Regions from separate parts of the Mus musculus genome. Here regions 2, 3 and 4 are each linked to region 1. A link is a contact called in public Hi-C and HiChIP or PLAC-seq data. All regions are on one chromosome and are shown on one strand. Each heading gives the region's core, a stretch centred on a gene start, on an enhancer-like site or on the middle of the called end of the contact. The rest is flanking DNA. Distances are from core to core; before and after follow the strand shown.

Evidence for each region. Hi-C and Micro-C count contacts between places; a contact is called where the count stands out from the background. HiChIP or PLAC-seq counts read pairs in DNA pulled down with a chosen protein or histone mark.
Region 2: a Hi-C map of the G1E-ER4 cell line shows a contact between it and region 1, with 3 times the contacts expected there. The contact joins two enhancer-like sites. A contact is called at or near these places in 3 of 15 datasets of contacts at CTCF or cohesin (embryonic stem cells, large pre-B cells and stem cell-derived epiblast-like cells), 49 of 484 Hi-C or Micro-C datasets (B cells, CD8 T cells, the CH12 cell line and 23 more), 1 of 115 datasets of contacts at active chromatin or transcription factors (the 230-238 cell line) and 2 of 9 other capture datasets (embryonic stem cells and pancreatic islet).
Region 3: a Hi-C map of pro-B cells shows a contact between it and region 1, with 3 times the contacts expected there. The contact joins two enhancer-like sites. A contact is called at or near these places in 15 of 39 promoter capture datasets (the 3T3-L1 cell line, 3T3-L1-derived adipocytes, the C10 cell line and 8 more), 4 of 15 datasets of contacts at CTCF or cohesin (embryonic stem cells, large pre-B cells and liver), 81 of 484 Hi-C or Micro-C datasets (3T3-L1-derived adipocytes, the AtT-20 cell line, B cells and 44 more) and 11 of 115 datasets of contacts at active chromatin or transcription factors (the 230-238 cell line, acute myeloid leukemia, astrocytes and 5 more).
Region 4: a contact with region 1 is called in an H3K4me3 HiChIP or PLAC-seq map of the 230-238 cell line, with 12 read pairs. The contact joins two enhancer-like sites. A contact is called at or near these places in 4 of 115 datasets of contacts at active chromatin or transcription factors (the 230-238 cell line, acute myeloid leukemia and large pre-B cells) and 1 of 9 other capture datasets (embryonic stem cells).

What each region holds. Positions count from the first base shown.
Region 1 is chr11:11,959,381-11,964,667 of GRCm38.p6, forward strand. All of the region lies in intron 4 of Grb10 (growth factor receptor bound protein 10), which reads right to left. LOC102631979 (a long non-coding RNA gene) reads right to left here. Exons shown (of 2, transcript XR_381046.3): 1 at 5,173-5,287; 2 at 1-5,136. Among named protein-coding and RNA genes, the nearest start is that of Ddc, 64 kb to the left of the region's middle. RefSeq lists an enhancer at 2,476-3,241. Within about 2 kb of position 1,686, at least 77 of the 459 cell types and tissues checked have an H3K27ac peak or open chromatin away from gene starts, as enhancers often do. A contact at or near this core is called in the 230-238 cell line, CD8 T cells, the CH12 cell line and 4 more, where this site is marked.
Region 2 is chr11:11,498,772-11,503,780 of GRCm38.p6, forward strand. All of the region lies in intron 7 of Spata48 (spermatogenesis associated 48), which reads left to right. Among named protein-coding and RNA genes, the nearest start is that of Spata48, 38 kb to the left of the region's middle. Within about 2 kb of position 1,345, at least 13 of the 459 cell types and tissues checked have an H3K27ac peak or open chromatin away from gene starts, as enhancers often do. A contact at or near this core is called in CD8 T cells, the CH12 cell line, the G1E-ER4 cell line and 2 more, where this site is marked.
Region 3 is chr11:11,562,590-11,568,381 of GRCm38.p6, forward strand. The region is part of intron 1 of Gm11998 (predicted gene 11998); the gene reads left to right. Among named protein-coding and RNA genes, the nearest start is that of Gm29945, 7.6 kb to the left of the region's middle. Within about 2 kb of position 1,847, at least 131 of the 459 cell types and tissues checked have an H3K27ac peak or open chromatin away from gene starts, as enhancers often do. A contact at or near this core is called in the 230-238 cell line, the CH12 cell line, the G1E-ER4 cell line and 3 more, where this site is marked.
Region 4 is chr11:11,526,206-11,531,407 of GRCm38.p6, forward strand. No RefSeq gene overlaps it. Among named protein-coding and RNA genes, the nearest start is that of Gm11998, 29 kb to the right of the region's middle. Within about 2 kb of position 2,711, at least 75 of the 459 cell types and tissues checked have an H3K27ac peak or open chromatin away from gene starts, as enhancers often do. A contact at or near this core is called in the 230-238 cell line, where this site is marked.

The DNA.
Region 1 (5,287 bases), core at 436-2,935:
GGGGACTTATTGCTGAGCTAGAGGTTTTCATAATGCTCCAGGCAAGCAAAATGACTTGGCCTTGAATCTGGAAGGAAATTAATATAAACATCAAAAATTCAAAGATAACCTTCTTGTAGATGCAAAGAATTTTGGTGGCCTGCTCTGGTGATGTCTGTCACCTTGTGTGTAGACAGGGCATAGTTTTGGTTTTATACAGAGGGCTTTTTGTTATTTTTATTTTTTATTTTTGGTTGAACATCTTATTTTGTAATACTTTGACACTTGCACAGATGTTTAAGTAGTATAGATTTCTGTATGTGCTTCATCAGGGTTCCCTAATAGCAGCCTCTGGCCTCATTTACTTGCTCATCTTTCCATTCTCTTCTCTGTCTACTGGGGTCTGCTAGACTATGTGATTTTTTTTAAACTGGAAACATTCTTATATAACTCTAGTTCAATGATCAACAGCAGGGAATTCTCAGTGGCCCACATGACTGTCTAATTCATGGGCCCCGCTTGGACAGAGCTGTACCCCATTAGGTCTCTTACTCTGTAGGTCTTTATTTCCTGGGACTTTTCTATGGTCTAAAAAGTCCTGAAGAGCTCTGGCTGTTCAGTAGAACATATCCAGGACCTGGTTCAGGGCAGGCAATACCACTGAAGAGATGCTGAGATCCCTTTGGGTCACCAGGTCTGCTGTGCCCCACTCCTGGAGATGTCTATTGGGACCACACACTCAAGGCTTCCTGATCTCCATCTTCCTTCCTTTTTCTGCTCTTCCAGCGGCCTCCTCCATCCTCGTTATACCTTGCCTTTACTATTTAAAAAACTTTATTCCTTTTACTGGGGAGCATGTTTAGAAACCAAAAACAGAGAGAAAGTGCCTACTGTCTTACTATTACAGTTTGAGCTGAGTGTCTGCAAAGGTCCATGTGTCCGGGACTTGGTCCCTAGCCTGGTGAAGTTTGGAAGAGTGGGAGCTTTGGGTGGTTCTTCAGCCCCTGTGGGCCCCTGTGGGCAGCCCCTGTGGGCCTGCCTGTCAAGGAGACATTGTGGCATTGAGCTCTTCCTCTCTGTGCCTCACTTGACAGCAGCACCCCCACTCCAAGGAGGGCCCTTTATAACTCTGAGTCAAAAGAACCTTTTTATCCTTACGGGTTGGTGCCTCAGATCTATTTTGCTGCAGTGGTGGCAAGCTTGTTAAAACACTGTTTTGTTGTGACTCAATGCTCAGAATTCATATTTATATTCCAGAGTTAAATGAAAAAGGAAAAACTGTCGCTTCCCCTTTCAAATATTTATGATATTGCTGCCGCTGATCTGGTTCCCTTCCAGGGCTTGGTGGGGAAAGTGGGGACGGTGTGAACAGAAACACTTTCAGGGATAAAAGCCCAGGAATGAACTGCACATATAAATGAATCCAAGATGCCAGAATACTATAAAACCGTTAGGAACCTACTGCTTTGATTTAGCACGGAATGTCTGCGGATACAATTACAAGAAGGAAACTACTTTGAGGTAAGGTGAAAGATAAACAAGTAGTCATTTGCATGTAGTTCTCTAGAGAATCTGAAGGCATGTAATTATTAACCTTTCCAGATGAGGTCAACATCTGTACTCTCTTTCCTAGAAATGTAGCAACTTGGCACTCGTGGTCACAGGAGAGGAGGGTGTTTACCCCATTTCCCTGCTGAAGACACTCAAAATACCCTCACTCGCTTCCCTCCAGGGAGTCTTTATCGTTTTTATGTTTGTCCTGACTCACTCAGCCTAGCTAAGAGAGTGAGGTGAATGTCTGGGAGACAAGTACCCAGACATGAAAGAGGGAGGAGGGAGGTGCCATGCTGGGCAAAAAGCACAGGCACAGACGTGAACAAGGCAGCTCAGCCGGCAAGGAAGGCAGTTTTATACTCAGACTAATGCCTGCTACGAGAGTGAAGAGGCTAAGATTTAAGGCTTGGTAGTGTCGGTGAACATTTTCCAGTTGTATGGAATACCCTCAGCTAAGACAAAAAGCTTTCAACTTTATAATTTCATGAGACACCTCTGTTCTAAACCAGTAGGACCATCAGAGGTATGGAGTGTGGGGGGAAAATCCACCCTCTCAGTTGCTCATAGATCAAGTGTGGCCTACCTTAAATGTTTGTGATTTTAAGTTTCTTCAGTCTGGGGACTATCTGCATTTACCCAATGAGGTTAACTGGGGAGGAAACCAAGTCTAAACCTAAAGTTTATGTTTCAAGAGTGGACTAATCCTTAGGGTGACGGTTCTTTTGTATAATAAAACAATAATTTTAATACGTTAATAGTTTAATGAAGTAGCAAAGGTGGAGTCTTCTACTTGTGGCCTCATGTTGGAGTCTGAAGCATTTCAGATTTCACTTTTGTGTGAGTAATGTACAGGCTGCAGCTATGAAGAGCAGACATTTTCGTGTTGTGGGTGTAACAAGCTGCTTTCCCTACAAGGTGAACTGTGGATGCAAACACAGGGAAGAGTGCTGCTTGAGTTGGCAAGCCAAGCCATCGCAAAAGGGATGCTAGCCTGTTTTCTGATGCTGAGATAGAACACTGACCAAAAGCAACTTGGTGGGAAAGGGCTACTTGACTTATAATGTCTAGGTCCCAGCCTATCACTGTGGAAAGTCAGGCAAGGGTTCAGTATGGGAACAACAGGAAAATTCACACAGCCAGCTTCCCTTATATAGCTAAGACTCGCTTACCTCTGCATGGGGTTGCCTAGGCGTGGGCTGGGCCTTCTACATCAGTCAGGACAGTCTCACACAGACATGGCCACAGGCCAATCTGATCTGGGCAATCTCTGAACTGAGCCTTGTTCAGATGACTCTGGGCTGTGTCAATCTGACAGCTGAAGCTAACTAGGACAGAAGCTAATCAGGTAAAAAGTTCACTAGCTGGCGACCTTCCCATTTTCTAATGAAATTTAAAGCTGAACCATCAAGTAAGAATTCGCAAATCAATTTTCCTAGGAAAATGATTTCTGGTTTCTAGCAAAGTCAGAGGCTTTTTTTTTTTTTTTGAATCATCAATATTCAAAAAATAAGCCCTTCCCCTTGCTGGTCACTGACTCTGCAGAAGGATCTTATCACCTTGGTCCATGTGCAGGGAAGGCACAGACTCATTCCTTGTAGCTAAAGGCTGGTGGTTCTTTCTACAAGATAAAATTTAAAGGTTCATGTTTGCAGTACTTTTTCAAGATAAGAGAGATCTGAGGCTATAGTAATCAGCTAGGCGTCTCAAATTTATAGAATTTATATAAGATATTTATAGTGTAGAGAAACACTAGGCTGGGATTTCACATGAGATTCCTGGGATGGTTTCCTGTCTCATTTTTAGCCAAGCACATGGTCGGCTCTAGGTCACGACTCCCTGCTGTGATTGCATCATTTGTTCAGAGTTGAACAGAGACATGAAGGTACTGTCACGTCGTCCAAGCAAGAGGATTATGCTCTGGCTCCAGAGGCTGTAATGCTCGGGGCTCTGAGCACTTAGTAACACCACCAATCAACTGTGACAGTCAGGGGCAGCCTTCACTTTTATCTTGGGCAATTTAGCACCATATTCAAAGTAGGCTCAGTGGGAACTGTTTTTATGTATTTTTATAATATGTAATATCTAATAAATACTTAAAATATGTAAAGTTTTTTTAATTCCTTCAAAAATTTCTAGATTAATTTGAGTTTTCTTTGTTCACTTTTTCAGGTCTTCTAAGATCAAGTAGGAAATGTGAATTCCCAAGAACGTGGGGGAAAATGCAAAATTTCCCAAACTATGGAATAAACATGTTTCCTAACCTACAGCCTTGTACTTGCTAGACAAATGCTGCACCACAGAACTATACCCCCAGCCCAAGCTAGTGGTTTTGCCTGGCTGCTTTTGGAAAACTCACAAGGGTACTCCTAATGAGATGGTATACGAATGTTCAGTTTCCTCAGGGGTGTTCTGCTACTTGGGATTTGCTGTGGCACCTTGCTTCAACAAAGGTCTTACATGTGAGTGATCTCAGATACAGATTCTATTCTTTTGACATTTTAGTTACTGACTCTGCAAAGTGGCCTTGCCCTTCTTGGGTCTTGGCTGCTGTTTGAGCAAGTCTCTGGTGGTCTGTTCTATTCCACAAGAGAAGAGGGTAAAATAAGCACCCACAGTGGCAGCTGTGGCGTTAGGTCTTGTATCAAATATAGGAAGCAGCTGCACTGTGCCTACATTTTCCTATGTGCTGAATTAATGTCACCACTGGTCTGAGAGGCTAGGGTCAGTGACACCAGCCTCCTCAGACAGATAGGGAACTGAGATGCTGCTGCTCTGAAGGGGCCACCAGCCCTGCCTTACTGCATGAGCCTGGGCTCACCCTCTACACACTGGGCTTGCCTCTTACAGAGGAGACAGGCAACCAGGCAGGGCCTCCCTGGAGAGATGTGAGTGAGTAGGAGGTCAGAGGAGAAAGGGGTGGTGCCAAGCAGAGGGTTTTATCTTTTGACACAGGATGAGCTGATATATCTTACGCTGGGCTGTCACGGGATACTGGCATTGTCTCTGTCTCACTGGGCATCCCCGTCTCATTTCTAGCTACAGTCCAGGGACTTCTCTAAACAGCCACAATTTGCCTCAAGCTGGGATCCCAGAACTCAAGTTAAACCTCGGCTAGATCTAGGTCTCCATACTTCAGATCTCAAAAGGCAGCAGAAAAGATGACACACCTAGCTGTGAAGGCACCGAAAGCAGGAGGACTAGTAAATGTATGGCTGAGGCCTTCGGGCAGAGGAGAGTCTACTCTGCACATAGTAGCCGGGATTAGATTTTCCCACTATACAGAGGTCTCGAGTGGCAGTGCATTCACAGAAGAGCAGGTTAAGCCTAGGCAGACCCCGGAGGTCATCAGTAAGCGCAGAAGTAGAATCCTGCTTAAGGCCATCAATTCAGTTCCAGAAAATTAATGTTTAAAATGAAGCAAAGAGAAAAGAACTGTTTGGAGTTGAGGCAGTATTTATGCACCATTAATGATGGGGCACAAAAAATTATGAGAGTAATTGTGTTTAAATAGCAAAGGGAAAAACATGCTCTAAGGAGTCAATGTGTGGTCTGCCATTGCTGAGCTTGTTATGAATTCAGAAAAGGTCCCATCTACAGCACTACCTAGCATGAATCAGACCTCCTCTCCTATAGCACTACCTAGCATGAATCAGACCTCCTCTCCTATAGCACTACCTAGCATGAATCAGACCTCCTCTCCCGAGTTCCCTTGATCCCCCCAATGTCTTAGAAGCTCTGCCCTTGAACAGTACAA
Region 2 (5,009 bases), core at 95-2,594, 460 kb before region 1:
GAAATGTAAATGAGGAAAATACCTAATAAAAGTATTAGAAAATGTATATAGCGTATACATACAGGCTCAGAGCTTTGCTTTAGGGTCAGAGGATTTGGGTCCAAAGACCTGCAGATATTGAAACTTGAAGATGCTCAAATCCATATATAAAATGCTTTAATATTTGGCAAAACATACTGTGTGCATCCTCCCTAGATTTCTTGTGATAGCTAGTACACTGTACATGCATCTAAGTAGCTGTCATACTACATTGTTTAGACACAAGGACAAGAAATGGTCATTTTGAGGGGCACATTTTTAAAGTTATGTTGTTTATTCAGTTATCTGAAACAGTGGTTGTATTATCTTTCTTCCATGCTACAGAGTTGTCAAATGTTAGAGAAATTCTCACATTGGTTTCTGTGATTGACAGCTCTTACCAAGGACTTCATATAGTCATGGCATAAATTGTTGCAACTAGCTGAATGTTAATTAATTTTATCTTTTAAAAGATGTTATGCCCACAAACAGAAGTAGAGAAATTTCTTATTGGATCACCTTCTGCTATATTCTGTTGTTAAATATTTGGTTTTTTAAAATCTCCTGTATTTTGTTTATTTCTATTATTAATTTAACCTAATTCCTTTTTCCTCTCTGTCAGGCTATAAAATATCCTTCAAAATTAACTTTAGCTTTAGTACATTTATATAAATTGTTTTATCGAGGAATTTAATTAAGCATGTCTGTCTAGGGCTGGAAGAGCTAAGAGCTGTCCTAATATAGATATAAAATAGAAAAGAATTTGCCTCCAACAAGCTAAAACTCTTGGTGGACAGACGATTTCACACACACACACACACACACACACACACACACACACACACACAACTGACTTTGCTTTTTGACCCATGACTGTGGAGATGTCATTTTTACATGTAGCACTCCAAAGGCTGATGACACCTACCACCATTTGTCAAGTCTGAGGGAGCCAGTGTAAAATTCTCCCATAAATTCTGCAAGGAAGTCATTACTATTTAAACAATAATTCTTTTAAAAAATTGAAAGGAGAAAGCCAACCTTAAAGTGTTCACCAAGCATAAGATTTTGGTAATGTTTCTTTTTATTCAAGTATATACTTAAACTTTGAAATGTTTTGTGAGACAACCTTGCTTTTGAAATCAAACTTTCCTTGGAGTCATTCTTAAAAGAGGCTGAAACGAAAATAAGAGGCATTTAATTTTTTTTTAAATGTAAAAACAGGGCATTTCTTTGAAGAACTTGGGAGAGTGCCTTTTACCTTATCTTGCTGAAGCTTGTGTTTTCATAGACAACTGACATTTAGCTGTGTTTCTCCGATATGAGCGCTAGAGGGCGTCCCAGGTTGCAAAGTTTCTTCTCGTGATTGATTTTCTGGTTTTTAACAGAATCATAACCTTTTAACACAACAAATGTTGCCCATTTTTATCATGAAGTGTTTATGGATGCTGTGACACACAGTGTCGTTCTTAATACACTCAACTGCGAAGTAAATGCCTGTGTGTGTGTCCACACCGACCTCGCGAAATAGATTTCTAGTGAACTCTTCTGAACTCCTTGTGCCCCGGGAACCTCGCCATCTCCTTCCATGCTCCAAATGAGAAGCCCCGCATCTGGCTTTGTGCTGATCTCCTGCTTGCCCACTTGGTAGTTGTACTACCTACAGATAGGTCTCAAATTAAATGTTATGTATTTTGTACAATATCACACTGGGCTAACAAAATTATAGAATTTATAAAATATGTCTTCATCTCAATAAAGTCTCAAATACGGAAATTCAAATTTTTATTTTGTACCAAGTAGGGGAAAACAAATAAACAAACAAACAAATGTCCTATTCAAATGCAAGCATGACTTTCTTTGAAGTTTCCCAGCTTAAAGGAACTTCTTACCTAAATGTACCCTGTGATATTCTTTAGGGTCTGGAAGATTGATGCTTAATCATGACCTTACATTTACCAAAATGCTGTCCTTCAGCAACACAAAACATTACCCAGTAGATTTACAGTGTCCTGATCAACACCCCACGCCCCTACCCCACCCTCACCCCCACCCCTAGCAGGGCATTATCTTTCAAACTTCCTTCAGGTGATTCCTTCCTTCCTTCCTTCCTTCCTTCCTTCCTTCCTTCCTTCCTTCCTTCCTTCTCCTTTCTCTTCCTCCTCCCTCTTCTTTTCCTAGTTATCAGGTCATCTGGACTACATTGGTGAAGAACACTTCAACAGTTTAAAATGTAATTCATTATTTCTGTTGTAGAATTGAATTTGATCATAATAAGAATTGAGTGCAGAAAACAATAGCAAACACAAACTCTCCCATGAGAACATAACTGCTATTAGACTCACCTTTCCCGCTTGTCATATGCCCTTCTCACTCTTGCTGATATATGCCCCAGGGAGCACCCACTGCTGTGATATGCCCCAGGGAGCACCCACTGCTGTGATATGCCCCAGGGAGCACCCACTGCTGTGATATGCCCCAGGGAGCACCCACTGCTGTGATATGCCCCAGGGAGCACCCACTGCTGTGATATGCCCCAGGGAGCACCCACTGCTGTGATATGCCCCAGGGAGCACCCACTGCTGTGATATGCCACAAGGAGCACCCATTGCTGTGATATGCCCCAGGGAGCAAGCACTACCTCTGCATTGCAGCATGATTGTGAAATAGACTTTCCTAAACACCATTTCTGTTCTTTCAAATGTAGTGTACTTGAGGGATTTAAATTCATATATAAATTATTTCCTTTCTCTTTTTGCTATTATACATAATCCCCTCAAATATTTTTACATATGTCTTTCATGATTTAAAACTATTTCCTTAATGGAGATTCCTTTCTAATAGATTACAAGGTGAAAATTTAGCAGCATTCTCAAACCAGTTGTTTAGTCATTTTCCAGAGCTGATACAACTATCCCATGTTTGTGCTCACCTCTAGTATTAGCATAGCTCACCTTCTAACATCTACATATCCTGATGGAACAGTAATCCAAGTATTTTTAAAGTATAGGAAGTAAACTGTCTCTTTGGTTTTTAACACCAGTGTTGGAGATTTGATGATCCTTTATCTATGTGTCTATGAAGTCTGTGATATATGTCATGGTGTGTCTATATTCACACACAGAGTTTGCATGAATGTAAGATTTATAAATAAACACTGATCGTTTTCTCCACAATTCATTGAATGGTTGCATAATATTCCTCTAAGACACTACACCAAGTTTATATAAGTAACTTCTCACTAAAGCATTTTCCTGTTATAACCAATGAAGGAAAAATAACTTCTGCATTATATATTTTCTTTACAATTATGCCTACATACATATATAACACATCCATACAAACAGAATCATGACATGTTTTCTCATTATAAATGACAGTTTCTTAATTTTGGCACTTGTGGAAGATCCATTATCTAGATGTAACCTGAAACAAGCCATTTGGGGCTCCTCATGTCATTTTCTCTGACCTCAGCCTCCTTGTCTGCAGAACGGGAACAGAACTGGTTTCTGCACTTCTGGCTTGCTCACACTATTTTGAAAAATAAAGGAGGCATTCAAAGTTAGGGAACTTATAGCTTGAGAGTAGGTTGGGGACCAAGAGAATCCAACCTATTCATAAGGTAGAACAGGAATTCAGAATAGCTTGAGTGACATTTCTTTTCAATGCCTTTCCTGGGCATGAATGATAGTCAGGAACTTCTTTAAATTATTTAATTAATCCCCATTTCTAATCTGAATCAAACAGGAAATTAAGGTAAGGATCACTTTTGCTTCAGTCTGACTTTGCCTCTTTACACAAGAGATGGCCTAGATGTTTGCCGAGGCTGAACCCAAGGCCTGTTCCTTTAGGGATTGCTCCATGTCCCTGTGTCTACACCTCAGCCACAGCCAGGAGTGGTCAGGACAGAGAGTCAGACTTGAATGAAAAGTACCAGCAGGCCTGTGCACACTTAGTGCCCAGGAGCAACCTGTCCTATCTCTGACCTAAGAGAAGAAGAGCTACCCAGTGTCTTTTCTTTCCCATTAGAGTGGAAATGGAGGCAAAAGCTCATGGCACCTGCCCTAGAAGGATGTGGCCCTTTTTTCCCAGAGAAAGGTGAGGATGGCCTGTGAGCGAGGTACAGGTCCAGGTCATAGACCACTACCCCATCACAACTAAGACTACCATCTGTTACAGAAGGTCACAGTCTTACAACTGCCTCTGCTTTCTCAATGTGGGGATGTCTGTGAGGACATATCAGCCAATCAAGACGATTGTTCAACATAGATGCCCAACCAGCATCCGGAGAACATCTGGGTGACAAACGGTGATCTCCAGCAGCTAAGTGGAATTCTCTCAGCCTTAAAGAACTCACCCCACAGCCCAGGCTAAGACTGGCTGTTATTAGCTGTCCCCAGTGTGAGCCTGTTGCTTCTCCTTGCCTCTAGACACTTTGGCCCTCCCAGAGCTCTTTCACAACTACTCTCTCCTTTATTTTCCAAAATAGTATGAGCAAGCCAGAAGTGCAGAAACCAGTTCTGTTCCCGTTCTGCAAACAAGGAGGCTGAGGTCAGAGAAAATGACATGAGGAGCCCCAAATGGCTTGTTTCAGGAGCAGTGAGGTTACGTCTAGATAATGGACCTTCTGACCGTGTGGCAGATGCCTGTCCTTAACACATGGACTACAGTGCTGTGTGCATCCTGCATGTAGCTGGCTCTTGGGATTCATCCTTGTGTAAAGGAAAAGCCTTGAGCCGTATTATCCCTTTCTTTCCTTGTAAATGCAAGGTGAAAAGTGTAGAAGACAGAAAAAAAAAACATATCCATGGGATGATGATAATAGCAACAAAATTACCAACTCCTAAGAATGGTTGGAACACCTATCTTAAGGCATTTCAGAAAATTCATCTCATCACAAAGCAGTGAATGGGAACATCAGATTCATCACAATTCTAAATACATTCTCTTTATCCCTCTTTCCTTGCCTCTCTGTTGGTCTTATCCTTCATTTC
Region 3 (5,792 bases), core at 597-3,096, 400 kb before region 1:
GGGGACACTGGTGAGAGGGAACACTGGTGAAGGGGGACACTGGTGAGTGGAGTCACTGGTGAGAGGAGACACTGGTGAAGGGGACACTGGTGAGAGAGGAAGCTAGTTAGGGAGACACTGGTGAGAGGGGACACTGGTGAGAGGGGACACTGGTGAGAGGGGACATTGGTGAGAGAGAACATTGGTGAAGGGGGCACACTAGTGAGAGGGCACTCTGGTAATTGGGGACACTGGTGAGAGGGGACACTGATGAAGGGGGCACACTAGTGAGAGGGGACTCTGGTGAGTGGGGACACTGGTGAGAGGGGACACTGGTGAGGGGAGACACTGGTGAGGGGGGACACTGGTGAGAGGAGACACTGGTGAGAGGAGACACTGCTGAAGGGGGACACTGGTGAGTGGAGACACTGGTAAGAGGAGACACTGCTGAAGGGGGACACTGGTGAGAGGGAACACTGGTGAAGGGGGACACTGGTGAGTGGAGTCACTGGTGAGAGGAGACACTGGTGAAGGGGGACACTGGTGAGAGAGGAAGCTAGTTAGGGAGACACTGGTGAGAGGGGACACTGGTGAGAGGGGACACTGGTGAGAGGGGACATTGGTGAGAGAGAACATTGGTGAAGGGGGCACACTAGTGAGAGGGCACTCTGGTAATTGGGGACACTGGTGAGAGGGGACACTGATGAAGGGGGCACACTAGTGAGAGGGGACTCTGGTGAGTGGGGACACTGGTGAGAGGGGACACTGGTGAGGGGAGACACTGGTGAGGGGGGACACTGGTGAGAGGAGACACTGGTGAGAGGGGACACTGGTGAGAGGGGACATTGGTGAGAGGGAACATTGGTGAAGGGGGCACACTAGTGAGAGGGCACTCTGGTAATTGGGGACACTGGTGAGAGGGGACATTGGTGAGAGGAGACACTGGTGAGAGGGGGACCTTCTCCTTTTTCTATTTTATTCTGAATCTCCCCCTTCGTAGAAAAATGCTCACAGACACATCTACAAGCAAACCCTCTGAGTCTTCTAAATCCCGTCAGGCTGAAGATGAAGCTGCACCATCATGCTATTACAATACCTGAAGAAGGAAAACAAAACTAACATTATTATTTGTCAGGAAGTTTCGGCACATGGCCTTAAGTAGCATCTCAGAATGACCAATCTGATTTCTAGATGCACAGTGCGATCCCTCTCCTTCTTCACATATCTGCACACACCCCTAAGCTTACACGGTTAACAAGTAAATACAAGAGTTAGATGAAAATCCCTCCCTCTCTTCTTTCCTCCCTCTGTCTCTCGCATCCTCTCCACCCATTCTATATTAAGAATCACTGAGCACCCACTGTGTGGCAAATGCTTTTAAATGATAAAGATAGAGATCTAAATCTCGTCTATGAAGGATTGAGAAAAGACCATGGGATCCTTTATGTCAGAAAAGCCTTTCTGGGGTGGATCTGTGTGGGTCCAGTGCCCTTTCTAGCCCCAAGTGAGTGGAACAACTCTAAGTTCAGGCAAATTTCAGAGGAATGTGAAGGCCAGGTGCTTACATGCCAAAAGGCCTCTTCCAAGGAGGAAGGAAGTGCTACCTCTGTCTTGTTTGAGGAACATTAAAGATGGGGGCCCCAAACTCAAAGGTCACCAGAAGAGCATGCTCAGTACTTCCTGGACCTAGCAGCAATGTGGCAGTGAGGGGCAGGGAAGGCAAGAAGAGAGATCAACGCATGGGGAAAGCTGGGGATCTGTGCTAGGCAACCCAGCTCCTCTTGGTTCCAGGCCAGCGCTTATCTCTAAATCAAGCTTGCATGAGGCCAGGATACATATCTTTCTGGGGCCTCCAGAGAGTTGGAAACCACATCCGTACCTTGGCTTCAACATGAGAGGAACTGCCCAGAGCTGGAGAGTGCCTGGTTGCTACCAGCTGCCTCCACTTCCTCCCAACAGTCACTGCTTCATGCAGTGGGATCTAGTTTTCTCCTTTTTAGCTGGGAGCAAGGCCTCCCTACTGTTATAGGCTTTTCCAGATGCACTTGGCTCATCTGACTTGCTCCTTGCCACCTACAAATCAAAGGCTATAGGAACTTAGTTGATATTCTCCGTAGCTGAGCAGTAGTACCCTCCCAGCTGTCTCGTCCCCACTCAGCAGCAAAATACAAGCAGGCTTTGGCACTGGCCCAGGTTGGAAGGGTAGGGTTGGAAGACTGCAGGCACATGGGGGACTGACAGGCCTGAGTCAGTCTGTCCTTACTGTGCTTTCCTCTCCCAGCATTCCCCATGCCCTTGCTCGGCTCCTTCGACTATGCCAGTATCAAGCACAGAAACACCACTTAAGCTAGGGAGTTGGGGCCCAGTCTCTAAGCCCAGGGGCATGTATAGTCTGTTTCCTGATTTGTAAAGCAGGGGGCAGTGCCAGGTTGAGTAAATGAAACAACTTACTGTTGACATTGCTGGGCTTGTAAGCACTGAATACACGTTGGCTCCTGGTACCCCTGGTCACTGACTGGGTTGTTTTAGGTGAGAAAGTGTTCATCTCTCATTTTTGTTAAAACTCTTGAAGACCTAGCCCTCATCCCTAAGTCTAGTGAGGCTTGGTGTGTACCAGCTCTGTGTTGAGCAGCAGAGGAGATCCCAGATCATTTTCCAGGGACCCCAAGCTCTCCCCAGAAGGCAGCTCTCGTCACCCGTCCTTCCTGGGGTTTGTGCTGCAGGAAGAGTTGCAGCTGTGTTCTCCAGGCCCCTCAAGCTCAGCTTGGTATATAAAGGAGCCAAAAAAGTGGGTCATGCCACTGAAAATTATCTCCTGGAACTGAGCCCATGTGGTGGCTTGCAGAAATTGTGTGTGTGTGTGTGTGTGTGTGTGTGTGTGTGTGTGTGTGTGTCCCTTTTCTGTTTAGGAACTCATGAGCATCCGTCCCAGGTAGCACAGGGACACCTTACAGGGACTGATATTTGGGTAGCACAGGGACTCCTCGCAGGGACTGATACTTGGGGCTCTGTCTGATGCTGCTTCTTTGGTCTCTACAGAAGAGTCATCTTTCAGCAATGCCGAGATGCAAGATGAAAGAGCAGCATTGGCCAAGTCTCCTTGTCTGCACTGACAGGTCTTTCTGCTCTTTTCTCTCCTCTGTCCCCTCCCTCCTTTTTTTGTATGAGCGACTTCTCTTTGCTGGGTAGTCAGAATCACCAAACCCCTTTTCTTTCCCTCTGGTTCAGCAGTTTTCCCATCTTGTTTCTCAGAGAGAGAATCTGTGAGTGCCATAGCAAGGCGGCCACTTTGGCAGGAATTTGATCCTTACCAGTTCTATAAGCTCCTGGGCATTCCCACAGTCTCACCACCCCGAACTCCATGACTTGAATTTCAGACCTTGGGGCACACTCTCTGAGGCCTGAGAAACAATAACTTTTTCTGATGAGAGGACATGAATATAGCACTTTATTCCAAAAACTTTATTTGATCAAAAACTCATTAATCACTCGCCACAATTTAGTTAGTAAATGTGCTGGACAAGATTGATCAATCAGTATCTTACACAATCATAACATAATATAACATTCATGAACAGACATCAAAACAGAGATAGAGTGATTGCTTAGCAGTTAAGAGCACTGCTTGTTGCTCTTACAGAGGACCTAGGTTCAATTCCAGACATAACGTGGTGGCTCATCTATAACTCCAGCTCCAGGGTGTTTTCATTAGGGATTTTATTGCTGTGATAAAACACTATAAACAACTTGGGGATGAAAAGGATCTATTTCACCTTACAATTTTCATGTCACACTATTGCTAAAGGAAGTCAGGATAGGCACTCAAACAGGACAAGAACCTGGGGGCAGGACCTGATTCAGAGGCCATGGAGGAGAGCTGATTACTGGCATGACCCTCGTGGCTTGTTCAACCTGCTTTCTTATAAAACCTGGGGTTACTAGCTCAGGGGTAGCCCCATCCACAATGGGCTGTGCCCTCAACCATCAATCAAAAATTAAGAAAATGCACACAAACTTGCCTACAGGCAAATCTTATGAAGACACTTTCTAATTGAGAGTCCCTTTCACCAAATGACTCTAGCTTGAGTCAAGTTGATATTAACTAGAGAGTACACAGGGGACCTGATATCCTGTTCTGGCTTCCAAGGGTACCAGGCACATATGTAATGCATATGTACATATGCATGGAAAAAAAAACACTGAATCACATAGTTTTTTTTTAATTGGAAGAAGACTCAAATACTGTTTCCTCCTAGTCTGGATGCTGGAACTATGTACCTAAGGCACCCAGGGCTCTTCGGGAAACATGTGTTCATACTGCAGGCAGTTTGCTCCAGGTTACAACCCGGAGCACTCTTCATAGAAAAAGACCAGAAGAAGGTTTTAGAGGGCTAGAGCCAAGACATACCGGTCCCATGGGGCTTTAAAGCTTCAGTTAAGGATTTGGACTTTAGCCTGCAGTTTCAGGATCTTTGGCAAGGTTAAAGGAAGAGAAGAACAAGTTTGTCAGCACTTGAGAATGTTAGGGCCCAATGGATGAGAACAGACAGGAGAAGAGGGAGTTAGGGAGCCAGACCCGTGATCCATTCATCAACAAAATGCCTAAGGCAATGTGCTTTGGAAATGTTTGTTTGATTGGTGACTTTGGAGGTTCAAGACCACAGTGATTGCCCTTATTGTCTGGGAATTATGACAAGATAACTACGGTGGAACCATGTAGAAGAGAAAATTATTCACTTTGTGGCTACCAAGCAATGGAGAGACCACAGTGTCCCATAGTCCCTTTGAGGGTACATTCTTAATGACCTGAGGACCCCTCACTACTATCCTTCTCAGAGCTTTTACTGCTCAAAGTCAACTTAAGCAAGCCTTTGATGTGCCAGTCTTTGGGCAACACCCAATGTCTAAAATATAGAAACCAGCTTCAAGCAACTCAGAAGTAGTAGTGGGAGAGGCTTCCTGGTACATGAGGCAGTAGGACACCTGAGGCCTCAATTCCTAATGTACATAAAGGATGCCCCTTGGGTTCCCGCTTTGCAGAGGCCTTACTTTCCCTCAACTTCCAGTGGCATCTGCTTCTAAGCCCATGTTTCAGAGGCAGTTTGAGACGGCTTTGACACAATAACCAAGCACAGCTCTCTCCTGCTCAAAGCCATGTACCCAATACTGGTCTCCTCCAGGTTCCCTCTGGACAGATGTATCTCCAAGACTCCATGTCTCCCTACAACTTCTCCTGAAAGGATAGGCCTGATTCCAGAGTGAGGAAGATTCATGCCTAGCAAGTTCCCCACCTCCTTCCTCAAGTCCTTGTGCTCGTTGGTGAGTGGAGAGGGCATAAAAAAAACCAGCTTAAGTTTAAATGTAGTAAGGCTCCTCTGACTTGGGGAAAGGGCACAAATTCTCAGATGCAGAAATGCCTTCTGATGCATTAAGAGAGTTCTTGGAGCCTCAGCAACAATCTCCATTGGCTCATCTTCTACAAGACGCCCACCCCGCCCCCAACCCCAACAGGAATAGGAGAGAAATAGGGATCAGCATCTCCAACAGTTGATTCACTTTAGAGTTAGAGTCAAGACAGTTCTGGGTGTGCTAGATCTGTGAAGTAACCTTCCATGAGCAAAGAATGCTAATCTATAGAGGAAGAAGAGTCAGAGATGAACAAAAGTGTGTGTGTGTGTGTGTGTGTGTGTGTGTGTGTGTGTGTGTGTGTGTGAAGGAATAATAAGCCTTTGGTTTTACTTTCTCTTGCCAGACAAGCTGATAATGGCTACCAGAGAGTAGTGCCTTCCTCAGCCCAGAACAGTGCAGGCCCA
Region 4 (5,202 bases), core at 1,461-3,960, 430 kb before region 1:
AAAACCAACAGCATCCATTTCTTTCCACTTCCTGACTGTTGATCAACATGACCAGCAATCTCATGCTCCTACTGCCCTCCACACATGCACACACTGCTAGACTCAACTTTCTCAAATCATATCATAGCCAAGAATTTATCACCAAATTCCATGTCTTAGAGACCTTCCCTAATATTTTCTCCAAGAGCTTAATTTTAAGTCTTATATTTAGTGTTCTGATCCACTTTGAAGTAATTTACACATATGATATAGGTAGAAATCCAAATTTTCTCATGGTATGTTGTGCAAGTAAGGTTGAGTCTTCAGTTTCTTGCTTCTATTTATAAAACACATCTTCCTCTTAAAGAACAAAGGACAAGTAAGTCATTCTTTCCATAATGTACCTCTTAAAACACATTATTAAGTCCTTGAGAGTATCACCTGTTATACTTTGATTCTATTTATCCCCTCTCCCTAACTCCTCCCTGATCTACTGCCACCCAATTCCATACCCATTTTGTTAGGTCTTTGCCCTAGCAACAGAAAGACACCAGTACACATGTTACCACACAAAGATGTCTCCTCTTGTCCTCCTGGAGTTTCTCTCCTGTCTTTACTGAAGTGCCAACACATGAACAGATTCAGGTCTACAAGGAGATAGTCAAGCAGAGTGAGCCATCAGCCAGTCTTGCTGCACGCATGCATTTCTCTTTGCCTTTGTAAGAATGTGTATTCAGTTCATATATCTGTGTTGATTTGGTGTGGTCAATACAAGCATGGCTGGGTGAGACTGACTGTGTCCCTCAGGAGCTCTTCTTTATCCCCCACTGGATTTTATTACCTTTATTATTTATTTACATGGGGTTGGGGTGCACCATGCCATGCATGTGATGATCAGAGGACAAATTACAGGACTCAGTTCTTTTCTTCCACCATGTGAATCTCAGGGATGAAACTTGGCTAAGCAGACTTGGTCACAGGCACTGCTTCCTACTGAACTGTCTTACTGACATTTCCCTTCATTCAAGATGTGTGAACTGAATACACATATGTGTTCTTTAATTTGAACCAAACTACATTTTCTGTGCTCACAGACGAGAGCAAGAGGAACTCAGATACCATGGTGCAAGCAGCTAAAACTTCTACCGTACAGCACCAGTGATGGGTAACCTATCAAGCCACTTTCATAGAAACCCTATATACTGTGATGTCATTAGTGATATTATCTTTACAGATCATGACATGGAGCTCTAGAGGGGTGGATCATTGCAGAGTGGTACTTGACTCAGTGGTCTTGGTTACTACACAAGGAGAAAGGGGCCTTGGAAACAAACAAACCGAGAGGAAAGGCTTAGCCGGAGCTGAGTAAGGACTTCTGGGGCAGTAAAGATGAAACTCAGAAGATACCTGGGTGATGCACTCTAGATCTTGAATGCTATTATGCATTTTTCATGACTAATTAATGCCCTGCTTTCCCTGTGATTCTATGGGGCTTGTGTTTACTCTTTCACAGTTAATTAAACTAATGCACCATCCCTGATAGCTATGCAATTATATTACCTAAGTGCTTTATACATGGCTGGATCAACAATCACAACAAACAGTTCAGTTATCCACACTACCATCAGCCGATGTCCAGGACAAAATCGAAAGAGATCGCTTTACTGATTCACCCCTGAGGAACCTAGATCAGAGGACTGCATTCTGGAGGCCGTGGGACTCTGGAGGCTCTGGAGGCACTGGTCACACTGCAGCAAGCTTTGTCAGGGCCGGGGATTCCACTCACCTCCATTCCCAGAATGCCAATGGTGTGTCTTGTGCTCCACCACTCTTTGAAACTTTCCAGGAAAGAAATCCTGTCACCTTAGCAGAGTTCCTCATCCATCCAGACACTTCCGTTAGAAATTCATTTTTGTGTATAATAAATTGCTTCTACTTGGCGGAAAATCATTTCTCGCTGTTATCTCTGCTATCGTGACTTCTGCTGCACTTTAATGGACTTCACCTGATTATACGCTAGTCATTAAAAGCTTAGTCCAGGGTACAATGGTATCTTATGTAGAAGGATCCATGAGAGCTTTATAGAGGCTTACCAGCCACAGCCTTAATTTTACTCATTCGTCTTAATTTTTTGTAATCATTTTTTGTAAAGAGGGTATAATGTCAGCCTTGCTTCCCGGCCTCTGACAGATCCAATCTAGCAGATAATTACCATAAGGAAATTGATGCTTTAGTGTGCAGGAGAGAATTTAATTTACTCAGACATCCTCCAGTACAATGCATTCCAGAAGATATGAGGATTTAAGTTTTTAAGAAATTAAATTTTACTATTTAACATGATTACTTATGTTGAACATCATTAACTAGCTTTTTTAACTGTTTGAAATAATTACAAGCACACTTGCTATGTCTAAAATCCAGGCTCTGCATTAAATATGGGTTAAGGATCCATGAAATGAAAAGAAAGACCTGCATTCTTTTTTCACCCTCTCCCATCTTCCAAAAACTGCTTTTAAAACATTCAGAGCAAAGCTAAAATCGTCCTTCTGAAGATACAGACTCCTTTCGGCACACAGCTTTAAAGCGTACTTTAACATAAGTGTTATATTCTCTGGTTTGGCCGGTTTTAATTTTTAAATCTCACTGGGTCCGGTGTGGGGCGAGGTTCTCAGTATGAAGGAGTAGAAGAAACGGGAAGCGTTACGGTAGGAGGTGGTTATGCTGGTGCACTTTCACAAAGGCAAAAAGGATGGGTGAGCAGGAAGAGATACCACTTCCGGGGCTTGTTCATTTTTTATAGTCTGGAGGGAAAGAAAACACACACACACACACACACACACACACACACACCTCTCAATGTACACAGGGCCACATAAGATTGAAGAACAAAGACAAGATATAAAATAAGCTCAAGGAAGCCAGGAAGGCCCTTCGTCAGTGCAGCTGTGTGACCAGAAGCTCCCGGGACCTTTGCGTTTCTTTGAGTCCTCTGCCTTTGTGAACTGATTCCCAAAAGTTCCTCAATCCTTTCCTAAATGTGAAGTGAAACACTCAACAGGAAATTTCTGGACAAAGTCTGCCCAGAAGTTCCCTTTATCCAGTGCCTCTCCACGGTCACATTTCCTCTCGGGAGAAGCCAGAGCCTTCTGCATCTGCTGCAAACCCTGTGACCGTTTGAGGAAGAGTGGGGATTGCCCCAGGGTCCTCGTTTAGAATTCCCCCAACCCCGGGTGCGGAACCTGGGGGCTGTGGTGGTCCTGCTCAGTGTTGCCTTCTGAATACATGTAGTGGGCTCTCTTCATTGCCAGGTCCTGTCCCTGATGTCTGCCAGATGGAAGTTGGTACATGCAAGCATGGTGCATACATACTGCCCTGTCCAAGCATCTGAAAACTCAAATATAATTTGACTCAGGAATATACTTGAATATGTGACTTTAAAACAAAAGGAAGTGAATCTGCATGTTAACATGTAGTGGGTGCTCCTGGTTTGAAGAATTCCCATGATACAGGCTCAGGACAAATTCTGCAAACCCATAAACCTACTGATCCATCTTTCAAAGCATCTTGTGAGGTAGATACTCCTCTCCAGACTTTACAATGCAGAAAATGAGACTTAGATGAATGGTTCTTGTTTGTTTTTTTAAAGGCATTTTTATTCATTCTTTGTGAACTTCATACATTTGTACAATGCATTTAATCATTCACTCTGAGTCCTCCCCTAACTCCTCTCAGATGTGCTCCCACTATCTGGTCCCCTCTCAAATACTAATCTGTGCTGAAATGAGAACCTTACCCTCCTTCAAGCCAATCTAACGGAATTCCTCTTGAGCTGCTGCTTCATTTAGTTACAATCAAGATCTATCATCTATTCAATCATTTCAAATTAGTCAGTCACTTATTCACAAACATTTGCCAATAACCACCCCATGCAACTGTGCACTGAAGATGCTAGAGGCATTAGGGATGCCAGATAAAAATTAGTGCCTGTCGTAGCTGCTCACTGCTCCCTATGTAGAGACACATCTCTAGGGACCCAGGAACACAACCATCTTCCAGTCTGAATTGCAAACACAATAGGAAAGGGCCCCTCATACCCTGGTTATTCTTTTCCCAGTTCACCACACTGACTGCATCCCCCAACCCTGACCACAAAAGCACAAGCCAGAGCTTCCTCTTTCCCATAGGCAAACTCTTGCCAGTGTGGGGTCTTCACATCTGCTCCCAAAGAAAGATATATCTTTCAAACACTTCAAGTTAACCATTCCACTGACGCATTAGTCCTGCACTGAATCTTCTCTCATCTGGTTCCCTAACAAGAAAAGGAAAGTTGTTTATGCTAAATAGACCCAGCCTTCAGAGTCAGAGTCAGCCTGTGAATTCTGACCTGCATCCACAGCTAGTTCTCCTTCCTAGGGTTTAGGGAGGAACATAGCAACTCAGACACAATTCCAACCTGGTTGAGATCTACTTAGATGACACAGATTAGACATCTCACATGGCAGCCATTCGACACCAAAGAATCACATTTGTCCTCAGAAAAAATAACACAAAATAGTGTATACATTATCCCTGAGACTTACCAGGGAGAGTGGAGAAAACAGTAGGCAAGAAGAGCATCTATCTATTAATGCCTCGCTTTCCTCCTCCCCTCCCTACACAGATCCTCCTGAAGCCTAATATAGCCTGTTTGAATATTTATTTGCAATCCATGTGTTCTGAGATTTAGTGAATGGAAAATTCCTTCAGTTTACAATTGCTAATAAAATGTTTTTAGGACTTTAGTACATAAGAGATTGATTACCAGGGCCATTCCTACACCTTATAGGACACTTCTTTGATTAGGTTAATTTATAAATAACTACTCCCCAGAGTCTAGGTCCTTGATGTAGCCCTTCCCATCTGTCCTGTCTGTCACTCCAGGTCCAGTGCCAGACACAGAGTAGAGTGTGGCTATTTGGAAACAAAAATAAAAGAATGAGTAAATTTGAGAGTTGAAGTCTCAACTTCATTGTTTTTTGAATGTACATCTACTCTACTGGGCTCACAGCTTTGTGGCCTATCATTCATTCCCTCAGCCTAGCAGTCTTCAAACCCTGATGGTAGCTGTGTACAAATCACTCAGGGCAAGCAGGCCACAGAAAGATGGCACTCCCTCTGTATCCCCCAGAGGACACTTCAGAGACAACTACTGATCTGTGTGAACTCCTTTAAGTCAGTTGGGGT